2 separate regions of the Sus scrofa genome follow, and region 1 is linked to region 2. A link is a contact called in public Hi-C data. All regions are on one chromosome and are shown on one strand. The core of a region is the stretch at or near the end of the contact, and the rest is flanking DNA. Distances in the headings are between cores, read along the strand shown. Region 1 has its middle 26 kb from the start of PDE6H. Region 2 holds the start of RERG (ras-related and estrogen-regulated growth inhibitor).

Region 1 (5,616 bases), core at 2,583-5,082, 190 kb before region 2:
AATGTAAATTGGTAAGCCACCATGGAAAATTGTATGGAGGTTCCTCTGAAAACTAAATATAGAACTACTAAATGATCCAGCAATCCCACTCCTGGGGATATATCTGGACAAAACTTTCATTCAAAAAGATACATGCACCCCTATGTTCATTGCAGCACTACTCAACAGTAGCCAAGACACATAAACATTAGAATGTTTAGATATGTCCATCAGCAGATGAATGGAGTAAGAAGATGTGGTACGTATATACAATGGAATACTACTGAGCCATAAAAAGAACAAAATAATGCCATTTGCAGCAACATGGATGGAACTGAAGATTTTCATACTAAGTGAAGTAAGTCAGCAAGAGAAAGACAAATACCATACGATAGCACTTATATGTGGGATCTAAAATATGGCATAGACAAACCTATCTCCAGAACAGAAACAGACTCACAGACATGGAGAACAGACTTGTGTTTGCCAAGGCGGAGGGGGGAGGGAGTGAGATGGATGGGGATTAGGGGGTTAGTAGATGCAAACAATTATATTTAGAATGGATAGGCAATGAGATCCTGCTGTAAAGCACAGGGAACTGTATACAATCACTTGTGATAGAACACGATGGAAGATAACATGAGAAGAAGAATGCATATGTGTGTATGGTTGGGTCACTTTGCTGTAGAGCAGAATTTGACAGAATATTGTAAATCAACTGCAATAAATTTTTTTTTTAAAAAAGAAAGAAATTAGGAGTTCCCATCATGGTGCAGTGGAAACAGATCTGACTAGGAACCGTGAGGTTGCAGGTTCGATCCCTGGCCTCGCTCAGTGGGTTAAGGATCTGGCATTGCCATGAGCTGTGGTGTAGGTCATAGATGCGGCTCGGATCTAATGTTGCTGTGGCTCTGGCGTAGGCCGGCAGCTGTAGCTCTGATTCGACCCCTAGCCTGGGAACCTCCATATGCTGTGGGTGCAGCCCTAAAAAGACAAAATAATAATAATAAATTAATAAATTAAAAAAAGTAAAAGAAAAAAATTAAGTTAAAATAACCATCTTATTTTATCTAGGCAACTAACTGTACACTATGCTACAAATAGGGGATTTGCCACTAAAGCTTTAAAGGAAGGATGAGTCCCCGAAACATCTCCTCTAGATTTTAATTTCTCCCTCAAAATCTATGCCTGCAGCTCATCAGTAAATCTCATTGAAAAGGATCATTTCAGACACCCACAGGATATGTCTGGGACTCTAGAACTTCCTCAAAAGGAAGGTCCTGCAGCCCACCCAACTCCATGAGCTGGGCTTGAGCTCATGTGTTTGTACTTGGGCTCTTCTCAGAAAGCAATATATCTTAGGTTTTGTTGTTTTTATCAGGGACACTATGTCAATCAGGCTGCTTAATATGAGCTCCTGACAGTTGAAATGACAGCTTATGACAAAAAGAAAGTTAATGAAAAATGCCAATCCAGGTGAACCAGAGCAATTTGCTATTTTTATAAAATTGTCTGTGTCCATCACATTAGAAAAAGAAAGTGGATTGAATACCCTCTGCTCCCCATGGACCAAGAACTACTGGCCATTGCTTTTGTGTGTGTTCCCTGTCCATCTATGCTGTTAGAATGTTAATCCCACAAGGACAGGGGATTTATCTGTCTTGTTCACTATTATAACTGTCTCAGCACCCCGAAAAATGTCTGCAAAGAGAAGGGCATCAATAAATACTTCTTGGGTGAATAAATACAAGAATTAAATGAATGAGATGATGGTGTATATGGATGGTTGCAAAGGTCAATATGGCATAAACAGAGGCATCCTTCTCTAGATGCAGCCATGCTGTTTGTTTGCAAACAGCAGGTGCCAGCTGAAGCTCCTGCTGTGATTTGTGACACTGCCTGAATTTCCTTCAAGGGGTTGTTAAGAAGCTACTGTGCTATTTAGGAAGCTGCCGTCTCTTTACTCCAAATCCACCATTCTACACTCAGCTTTGCGACTCTGGGTCGGGGGGCTAGGAAATGCAGTTTGGGCTTCCTGAAGGAGGAGACATTGGGAGAAAGCTGTGAGGCAGAGGGAGAGAGGGAGGAGATAGAGGGTCCTATTCTTGACAGCAACAGCTCCCAGCAGCAGCTGCCCTGCCTTGGCAGCCGCCCTGCCTTGGCAGCGTGGTTGTACTGGCTCTGTCCTTCAGTTCTTTCTGTGCGCCCTCTACTGTCTGCAGTAGGCAGTGCCTTCTCAGGTTGGCTAGGCTCTTAAGGGCTTCTTCTTAAATTCCACCTTCCCTCTGGTGGTTCCCGCTTCTGGAAGTTATCTGTTTTATCTCAGTGTCCCCTTTTGCACTTTCAGCCCTCTAACACCTATTTGGGCAATTCCTTATAATCTACTGCCATCAATTTATAATAATTTCCATATGTTAATATAATCAGTATATACTTTCAAGTTTTGTGAACTAGACTCTGATGGATAAAGATTCTTACCTACAACTATGGTTGTTTCTACAAATTCTGCATTTCAAAGCTCTAACAAATCATCACAGACTTGCAGGAATTTTTGATATTTAACTTAATTTTAATTGCAGGATTTCTTTTAATTTAAAAATGTTTTTCTGATGGCAGATATCTAAATGCATAAAACAAATTGATGTATGTATAGAATATAAATGCCATAATTTTATTTAACAATTTGAACACATTTCAGTGGGATCAATAGTCTCTTATTTTTATTTATTTTTTTATTATTGTTTTTTCAGGGCCACATGCAGCATATGGAGGTTCCCAGGCTAGGGGTTGAATCAGAGCTGCAGCTGCCGGCCTAGACCACAGCCATAGCCACAGCAGTTCCTGGCTGTGTCTGTGGCCTACACAGGAGTTTACAGCAATGCTGGATCCTTAACCCAGTGAACCTAGGGATTGAAAAAACATCCTCATGGATACTAGTCCAGTTCGTTACTGCTAAGCCACAATGGGATCTCTTCTTACTTTAAAAAAGTACCCATTTAAAAAAATGTTATGTAAAAAACTCAGTGGTCCATGGATTCTGAGATCATCCCTTCCTATCATATTAGAGGGGAGAAAAACTGCCTATGGGTTTATAATTCCATCCTCAGACAGGTGAAATTTTTTCACATGAAGTAATTTGAGGAGTTTTCAGGAATGCCCAGTCTCAGCATCCCAGTTGCTTGCTCCTGCCAGCATCTGCTCAGGGCAAGAAGGGATGCAGGTCCAAGGAGATGGAGCACCACATTTTTCTTCTTTTTTTTTTTGTCTTCTTGCCATTTCTTGGGCTGCTCCCACAGCATATAGAGGTTCACAGGCTAGGGGTCCAATGGGAGCTGTAGCTGCCAGCCTACGCCAGAGCCACAGCAACGCGGGATCGTTAACCCACTGAGCAAGGGCAGGGATCGAACCCACAACTTCATGGTTCCTAGTCTGATTCGTTAACCACTGCGCCATGGCAGGAACTCTGAGACCCACATTTTAAGAAACTCTCCTTTCCTGCTGGGTCAGAGTCAGGGAAGCTTTCCAACAGCTGATTCTTCATTAGAGACATCTGGGCTGGGGCCAGACTCAGGACAGAAGTCACCATCTAAAATGGCTGAAATTCTTTGTAATTCCACATCTATGCCCACAGTAGGCTTTCTGCCTCAGACTTGCTGGTCTAAGATCCAGCAACCAACGTGACTTTGGCTATCACAGCATTTTCTTCTGTTCTGCAATGGATGAAACAGTGATGCCATGGGAAAGTTCAAGCCATCAGCATCGAGTGCTGCTTGTCCAGTGGAGTGGAAATCTGTTTTTCTCCCTCTCACCCATTCTTGTAGCTCCCATCCTTCAAGTGCCTCTTAGATGCAAAGCCCTGACCTAGGGTTTTTACACTTTTTGTCTCTCTTGATTCTCCATAAACCTGTCTTGCAGGTGTTACGATGACATCATTTACCAAGAGACTTGAAACCAGAATTTAATGCCCTACAACTGGGAAGTGGTGAATGTAGTCCTTGATAACATCTAAGCCTAAGGCCTGGTATTTTGCCATTTTCCCCTTCTTCCACCATGTGTACACACATAATCACGAAGGGGCAATTTTCCTGTTGTCCACTAACGAGGGTCACAGAGCTTTTGTATCTTTACTGCTTCTAATTTCTATGTTTCTCACAGCCATTATTTTCCTATTTTTGAAAATAGGTATTATGCAATTTATTATATTTTTCAATAATTTTTATAGTATCAGTATTGATTCTTAAAGGTGTTTCTTAGAATTTTTAGGTCTGACGCTATTAAGCATTCAGACTTCCTCCTCTATTTAATTTTAGTGTCACGTTGGTCTTTGGAATTTCAGGTTTCCCCTTTCCTTTATAAGTAGCTTTCCAGTAGGAGAAGGGTCTTTCCAGTAGAAAGGGTGGGGGAGGCTTCCTTTACTGTTTTTCTAAAGTTATGTAATTTTGTTTAACAAACATTGATAGAGCATTTATTACATGTTTGCTATTATATGTTTGATACTGTATGTTTGATACCAGTGTGCAATTCTTGCTGCAATATTACCTAAATTAGGCAAAAATAGCTCAGTTTATAAGAGAAACCGTGACTTTTGAGGAAATTGCTCAGTGTAACTAGATGAAAAGATAAGTGGAGCCTTGTCTCCAATCCAAGTCTATTCAATGCTGAAAGCTTATCCCCTGAGACACTAAAGTCTGTCTGTCTGTCCTGGCCACTGTGTTCACCATCCCCCAAAGCTTGTCTCAGAGCCATGGTTTACAGAGTACATTCCTCATTTCCCATTGCCTCTGTTTGTTTACTCCAAAGCCAGTGTTGCCATGTTGATGCCTACAGAGCACTGATCTGATGCTAACTGTAAATGACTGTTTGCTTCTGTCCCCTCAACTTGACTGGAAGGGTCTTTTTCACTGTTTCCTTCCAGCACTTGGCATAGTGAGGAACTTGTAGTTAGTATTTACCAAATATTTAGTGAATAAATGGATGAATGATTCTGGGCTCACCAAATACATGCCCACTGTTGCCTCCTATGTCTGCATCTACCTGGAGGAAATTTCCATCTTCTCTCACCACCACCAGATCTCCTTAATTAAGCACGTGATTGTTGTCACATTGGTTATGGATATTTGCTATTGACCAAGCTGATAAACTGATGTCTTTTGTTATCTACAGGAGCTGTGAGAAATGTCCTTGAATGGACATTGTTATAATTGTAGATTTTACTGAGATTTTACTGGCTGTGTCTTCTTTTGCGGCAAGTGACATGGCCCCAGCTCATACTAGCTTAGCAAAAAGGATATTCATGACTTTGAATATTTAGCTGGGAGATGGAATATTGACAGCTGGCTTCAGACCCTGATGGGTCCCAGAGCTGAACAATATTGTTTCTATTTGTCTCGGTGTGCCTGGTCCTTTCTCTGGATTTTGTGTGTCTCTGGCTTCATCCTGCAGAAAGGCTCTCCCCATTTGAGCATCAAGTACCAAGATAGGAGGACCCTAAGTCAGTAGTTCTCAGAGTGCTCCCAGCAGAATCAGCATCACCTGGAATCTGGTTGGAAATGTAAATTCTCAGACCCCATCCCAGCCCTGTCGAATAAGAAACTCTGAAAGTGGGGACCAGTAATCTGTGCTTTTTAAAGCACCCCA
Region 2 (5,455 bases), core at 1,983-4,482:
ACTGTCCTGACACTTGGGAAGTGACATTACATACAACATAAGCACATCGTATATACGTGGGTGCTTTAGGAACAACACTTAGATTCTTGGTATCATGGAAATGAAAGGTTGGAAATAGCCTTAGTAGTCAAAGAAAAAATCCTCCAGGAGTTCCCACTGTGGCTCAGTGGGTTAGGAAGCTGATGTTGTCTCTCTGAGGATGTGGGTTCAATCCCTGGCCTCGCTCAGTGGGTTAAGGATCTGGTGTTGCTGCAAGGTGCAGTGTAGGTCACAGATGCAGCTTGGATCTGGCATTGCTGTGGCTGTGGCGTAGGCCGGCAGCTGCAGCTCCAATTTGACCCTTAGCCTGGGAACTTACATATGTAGCAGGTGTGGCCGTTTAAAAAAAAAAAAAGAAAAAGAAAAAATCCACTAGCCATCACTAGAATTTTTCCTTTTTATCAGACAACCATCTAACAACCATCCTGTGTCTGATTTACCACTTCCAGGTATAGGGGGAGAAGGGGCATTAAAGTAACTTTTAACTCGGAGCCTTCAAGTAGCCTAGTAGCTATTAGGAACCTTTGCTCTGTTCAAGACTCCTGCTTTCTAGGAAAATGAGACCTGGTGTCTTCCTTGTTCTTTATAGGACGTCTGTTCTTGTTTATATTTTTTTGACCCTCGCCTTGACCATTAGCAGCTCCCACCTCTGGCACTTGCTACTTTACTCACTCTAGAAGCCTGGCATCTACTGCATTTGCCCCTTGAGATGTGACCTGACCATGACCCAACAAAAGTTTCATGAGATTCTTCCTCTTTGTCATCTGGGCACTGGGGGTATATTTCCACAGTAATTCATACTAAGGCTCTCCAGTTCTGAACTTCTGCAATCAATGTTTTCAACTTAAACCCAAGACTTCACTTTCAAGTCTGTTATCTAAACAAATGAACTGCTTCTGCCAGCTTGTTGGCATCTATAAATTTTCAAAAGGAGCTTCTCCGGAGCAAGAAAGAAGTAAAGGTTCTTTTGAAAAAGTGTTTCTACAAAGAAATTGTTTCCTTCATGCAATTGTTTCCTTCATTATGCATCTAAACCATTGATCTGTACCTGACAAATTTTGCATTTGCTGATTTCTACAGTGCCAGAGTTTCCTCGGAAGGACAAAAAGGTCAATACTAACATTGGCTGTGGTTTACTTCATCCCAAATGAAAAAACTCCTTAGAGATCATTAATAGCATAAACCCCAGAAGGATTTAACATCTGTAATTTGTCTAGTCCCATACTTTTGGCTAAAGATAAAAGAATTTTATTTGTCATTTTATATGCATTCATTAAGTAAAGGCCTCTATGTTTAAGGTTCAGAGCCTCATCACAGAAATATCACAGAAGCATAATATATCGAGATATATTATCTAAATACCTTCTAAATAAGAATGGCAAGCATTTCTTTGAAACATAGAACATGAAAGTGTCTGGAGCTTATATAAACAACAATTTATTTCATGCAAAACTGTTCATTCCCATGCACATAAAATCCAGATAATTTACTATCTGATTTATGCTTCAAGAAAGTAGCCATCAAATGTGATTAAAAAAAAAATTGCTAAGTTAATTTTTCAGTAACTCCCAAATAGCCTCAGAGGCATAGGAATTTGACATAAGAAAGGAAAATTGTGTGGATTAAATTTTTCATATGTACCTGAATCAGGATACAGCTAGTTACTGCCTATCTTATGTTATGTTTAGAAACATCCCTTAAAGACACAAAACGGACATACACCCTTCAACATTTTATTTCTCACATGAAAATGTGCAAAGTTACATTTGATAAATGTATAAAACAAAGATAAATGTGTACATTATTTTAATAAGTGACCTGTTGCCAAGTCTCTGATGTTCTAAATAATTCATGATCCAAGACCTTCCATAACATGGATCTAAAAAGACATTCGTTTTCATGTTGTTGTGCAGAAATATTCTGGCTGGGTCTTGAAGCTGCCATTCACCTTTTATATGGATAGTGCTTTATTAGGACAAAAACTTCTTAGTTCCTATCACTCCTAGAGCTAAAATCACACTTAGATATTTCAGAGATTAAAGGTGTATTGATTTTTTTCCCCTAAACATAAAGATACCAAAATAACGCTTAGAATAAGAAAAAAAAAAAAAAAAAAAAAGCCAGACTCGAAATTCTGTGTTACTATTAATGCATGCATTGATTCATGCCACTTTTATGCTAATCATAAAAGCGGCCACCTTCAAGGAGCTTACAATCCCATAGATGTATGACATTTGGTTCACTAATAAGCTGATTTTTAAACTTATTTAAAAAATAATTTATGCATCATAAACCATTTTTCAGACTATTATACTTATCAAGGTCCATGCTTTCTACTTCCTCTTGGCAAAAAAAACAAAACAAAAAAACAAGCATCTTGATAAGGTATATACGATTTATAAGATAATAGTGTTTCTAACTGCTGTATTTATGGTCTCATCAAAATAAAGTGCAGGTGTTTAGGGAAGCAAAGAATCTAGTCTGGTCGTGGGAATCTAGTCTGGTCTTCCGGCTGCTACTTCCCTAGCTCTGAAATCAAGTTTTCCTGGTCTCAATATGAGGAATTCTCCCGCATTTTATCACAACGCAGCACGCACAGGGATGAGTACCGTTGTAAGAGACTCCTGGCTATGGCGTTATTCTGAAAGCAACAGGTATCCTGGAACGATAAACAAACCCATCATGGACTGCGGGTCACTTGCTTTCAACCTGGGGAGCAAACGCTGCCTAAGTCAAAAGGGCATTCTAGGTCTCAGCTCTGACCGAGGGCGCTGTCAAGCTCGGGGCACCAGCGCTTACATCTCCCTCTCGGCGACCCCCAAAGCCCTGGCTGAGAGGACCCCGTGGCCAGGAGGGCCGCCCCGGAGGCCGAGCGTTCAGGGGCTCGGAAGGGTCTTCAGGAAGTCATCCCGAAAAAGCCACCTGGGCACGTGCGTGACACTCACCTGTTCACACTCTCCAGGCCCAGAGAGCCGCGGTCCCCCTGCAAGTTCAGAATCAGTCCCCCGGGACCGCTACCCCTCCCACGCTGCGCGGCCCAATCTGTGGGTGGCGTTTCCCGGCTGCTGGGCTGCGACTGCGGGGGGCAGCGGCAGTAGCAGTAATAGCTGGCGGAGTGGCCCGGGTCTCCCCGCAACCACTCTCTCCGACTAGCGGCGGATGGACTGCGGCAGGACGCGGGCTCCGGCGGACGAGGCCGCCGGGATGCTGCAGTGTGGCGCTCGCGCGCCCCCTACTGGGGCTAGCGCTCGGCTCCTCCAGCGAAGCCGCCTCCAGGCTGGATCATTCAAAAATCAGTTTTCGAGCTGCACTCGGACAGGCTTCCCTTTTCTCCTGCTAGATTCCCGGCCTCTAGGTTCTCGTTGAAGGATCTCACTCCTTGGGTTAAAACATTTGCCTGTAAAAGGATCAGTATGTGACCTTTTCGATTCCTTACTTCAGAAGGTCCTCACAACATCCCTTAGAGGTACGTTTAACTTTCCCCATGATTCCCACGAGGAAACAGAGGATAAATCACTTGTCCAAGGCTAGTAAATGGTTGGAATAAAAATCCAGGCCGATTGGAAGCTGAGATGCTAGGAGAGACATATGTACTGCATTAAATTGAACTTCATATCTCTATACTGGAGAAAGTTCCAAAAGATTCACATTTCCCCTTACAAGATCAGCATTTATAACGTTCGAATTGAAATCACACTCAATCATCCTCAAACCTAACGAAAATGATTAATATTTGTGCTGCGCTAGACTCCCTTTCACATCTCTCATCTCATCTGATATTTACTCCCTTCATTGAGGTAGGCACTCATTAAAATTATTAGCCTTCCGTGATTTCCTATTGTGGCTCAGCAGAGAGCCCACATTGTCTCTCTGAGGTTGCAGGTTCCATCCTGGGCCTTGCTCAGTGGGTTTAAGGATCTGATGTTGCCATGGTTGTGGTAGGCCCCAGCTGCAGCTTGGATTCAACTCCTAGCCCAGAAGTCCATATGCAGCAGGTGCAGCCATTTAAAAAAAAAAAAAAAATTGCATTTCAGAGCCAAGGAGGTGAGTTTCAGGGAGATTAAAAGATTTCCCAAAACTATGAAACTTTTGATGAGAAGCACGAAACACCCATATTATTTGTTTTCCTGTGAAGCCTGGTGTTCTTAACAAGACACCCGATGGCCTCCAGAAAACCACTGCCATGTCGAATAGACTAAGTGAACAGTGGTAGGTGAACAGTCTGTGTCCCTGATGGAAGCGGTGTAACAGGGCAGGCAGTTTCCAGGACCAGCTGACCTGGAAAGCCACCAGTTGTGAGCCATGCTGAATGGAGGAGCTGTGTCTGCACAAAGCTAGGAATTAGCTCCCTGAACAGGATCTTAATATATTTACTCACCTCATGAGATATTTTACCTTAAAGGTTAAAATTATTAGTCGCATAATAATTAGATATGTTAAAATTACTTATTACATAATAAAGCTACCTTAAGTAAAAATTATTAATTGCATATTAATGACATCTTAATTCATTGTGTTTAACCATATATTTGCTTATATTTAAATTTAAATGGGTTTTTATATATCTATATAATTTTTGTTTAACCATATATTTATTTTAGTCAATGTTAATTGACTTCTTGCTGTTTAAAGAGGAGGAAATTAGCCTCTTATTATGTCTCTCATGTTCCCCTCCTTCATCTTATATTTTTACTTTTTTTTTTTTTTTTTTGTCTTTTTAGGGCTGCACCCACAGCACATGGAGGTTCCCAGGCTAGGGGTCAAATCATAGCTGTAGCTGCTGGCCTGCACCACAGCTACAGCAACGCCTGATCTGAGCCACGTCTGCGACCTACACCACAGCTCAGAGCAACGCCCTATCTCTACCCTACTGAGCGAGGCCAGGGATCAAACCTGCATCCTCATGGATGCTAGTCAGGTTCATTTCCACTGAGCCACGATGGAAACTCCTGTTTATTTATTTTTTTATTTCTGTATAATTTTTATCGATTTATAATATTTGATTTGTTTCGTAGCTTTAATTCCCAAAGTTCTTTAAAACTTAGTTTTTTTAAAACTTTATTCCATTTAAATGGAATAAATGTATTTAATTATTTTACCATAGTTCTACTATTCCTGATTATTTTGATTAAGCCCTTCATTTGTTCATTAAGTAATTTTTTTTTTTTTTGGTTACATCCCAACACTGAATCCTTACCCCTTAGACCACCAGGGTACTCCAAGCGATGTTTTCAAGTAGGTCTTCTAGGTGCTATCTTGTTTATTTGAGAATATCCACCTTTCCTTGCTGTTTTTAATTCATTTTGCCTTAACCCTTCTTTGGCTTATTATGATCTTTTCCTCCTTTATTTCCTTCATAACATTTTTTTCTATTTATTACGTGGTTTATTTTAATCAGATATCAAATTTCCTGCAA

The links. A called contact is a pair of places that touch in the nucleus more often than the background predicts.
Region 1: a Hi-C map of retroperitoneal adipose tissue shows a contact between it and region 2, with 2.3 times the contacts expected there. The contact joins the enhancer-like site here to the promoter of RERG in region 2. A contact is called at or near these places in 11 of 47 Hi-C or Micro-C datasets (alveolar macrophages, brain, embryonic fibroblasts and 6 more) and 1 of 2 datasets of contacts at active chromatin or transcription factors (skeletal muscle).

The regions. Positions count from the first base shown.
Region 1 is chr5:57,532,612-57,538,227 of Sscrofa11.1, reverse strand. No RefSeq gene overlaps it. Among named protein-coding and RNA genes, the nearest start is that of PDE6H, 26 kb to the left of the region's middle. Within about 2 kb of position 3,832, at least 1 of the 83 cell types and tissues checked has an H3K27ac peak or open chromatin away from gene starts, as enhancers often do. A contact at or near this core is called in retroperitoneal adipose tissue, where this site is marked.
Region 2 is chr5:57,347,163-57,352,617 of Sscrofa11.1, reverse strand. RERG (ras-related and estrogen-regulated growth inhibitor) reads right to left here and starts at 3,232. Exons shown (of 5, transcript XM_003481681.4): 1 at 2,985-3,232.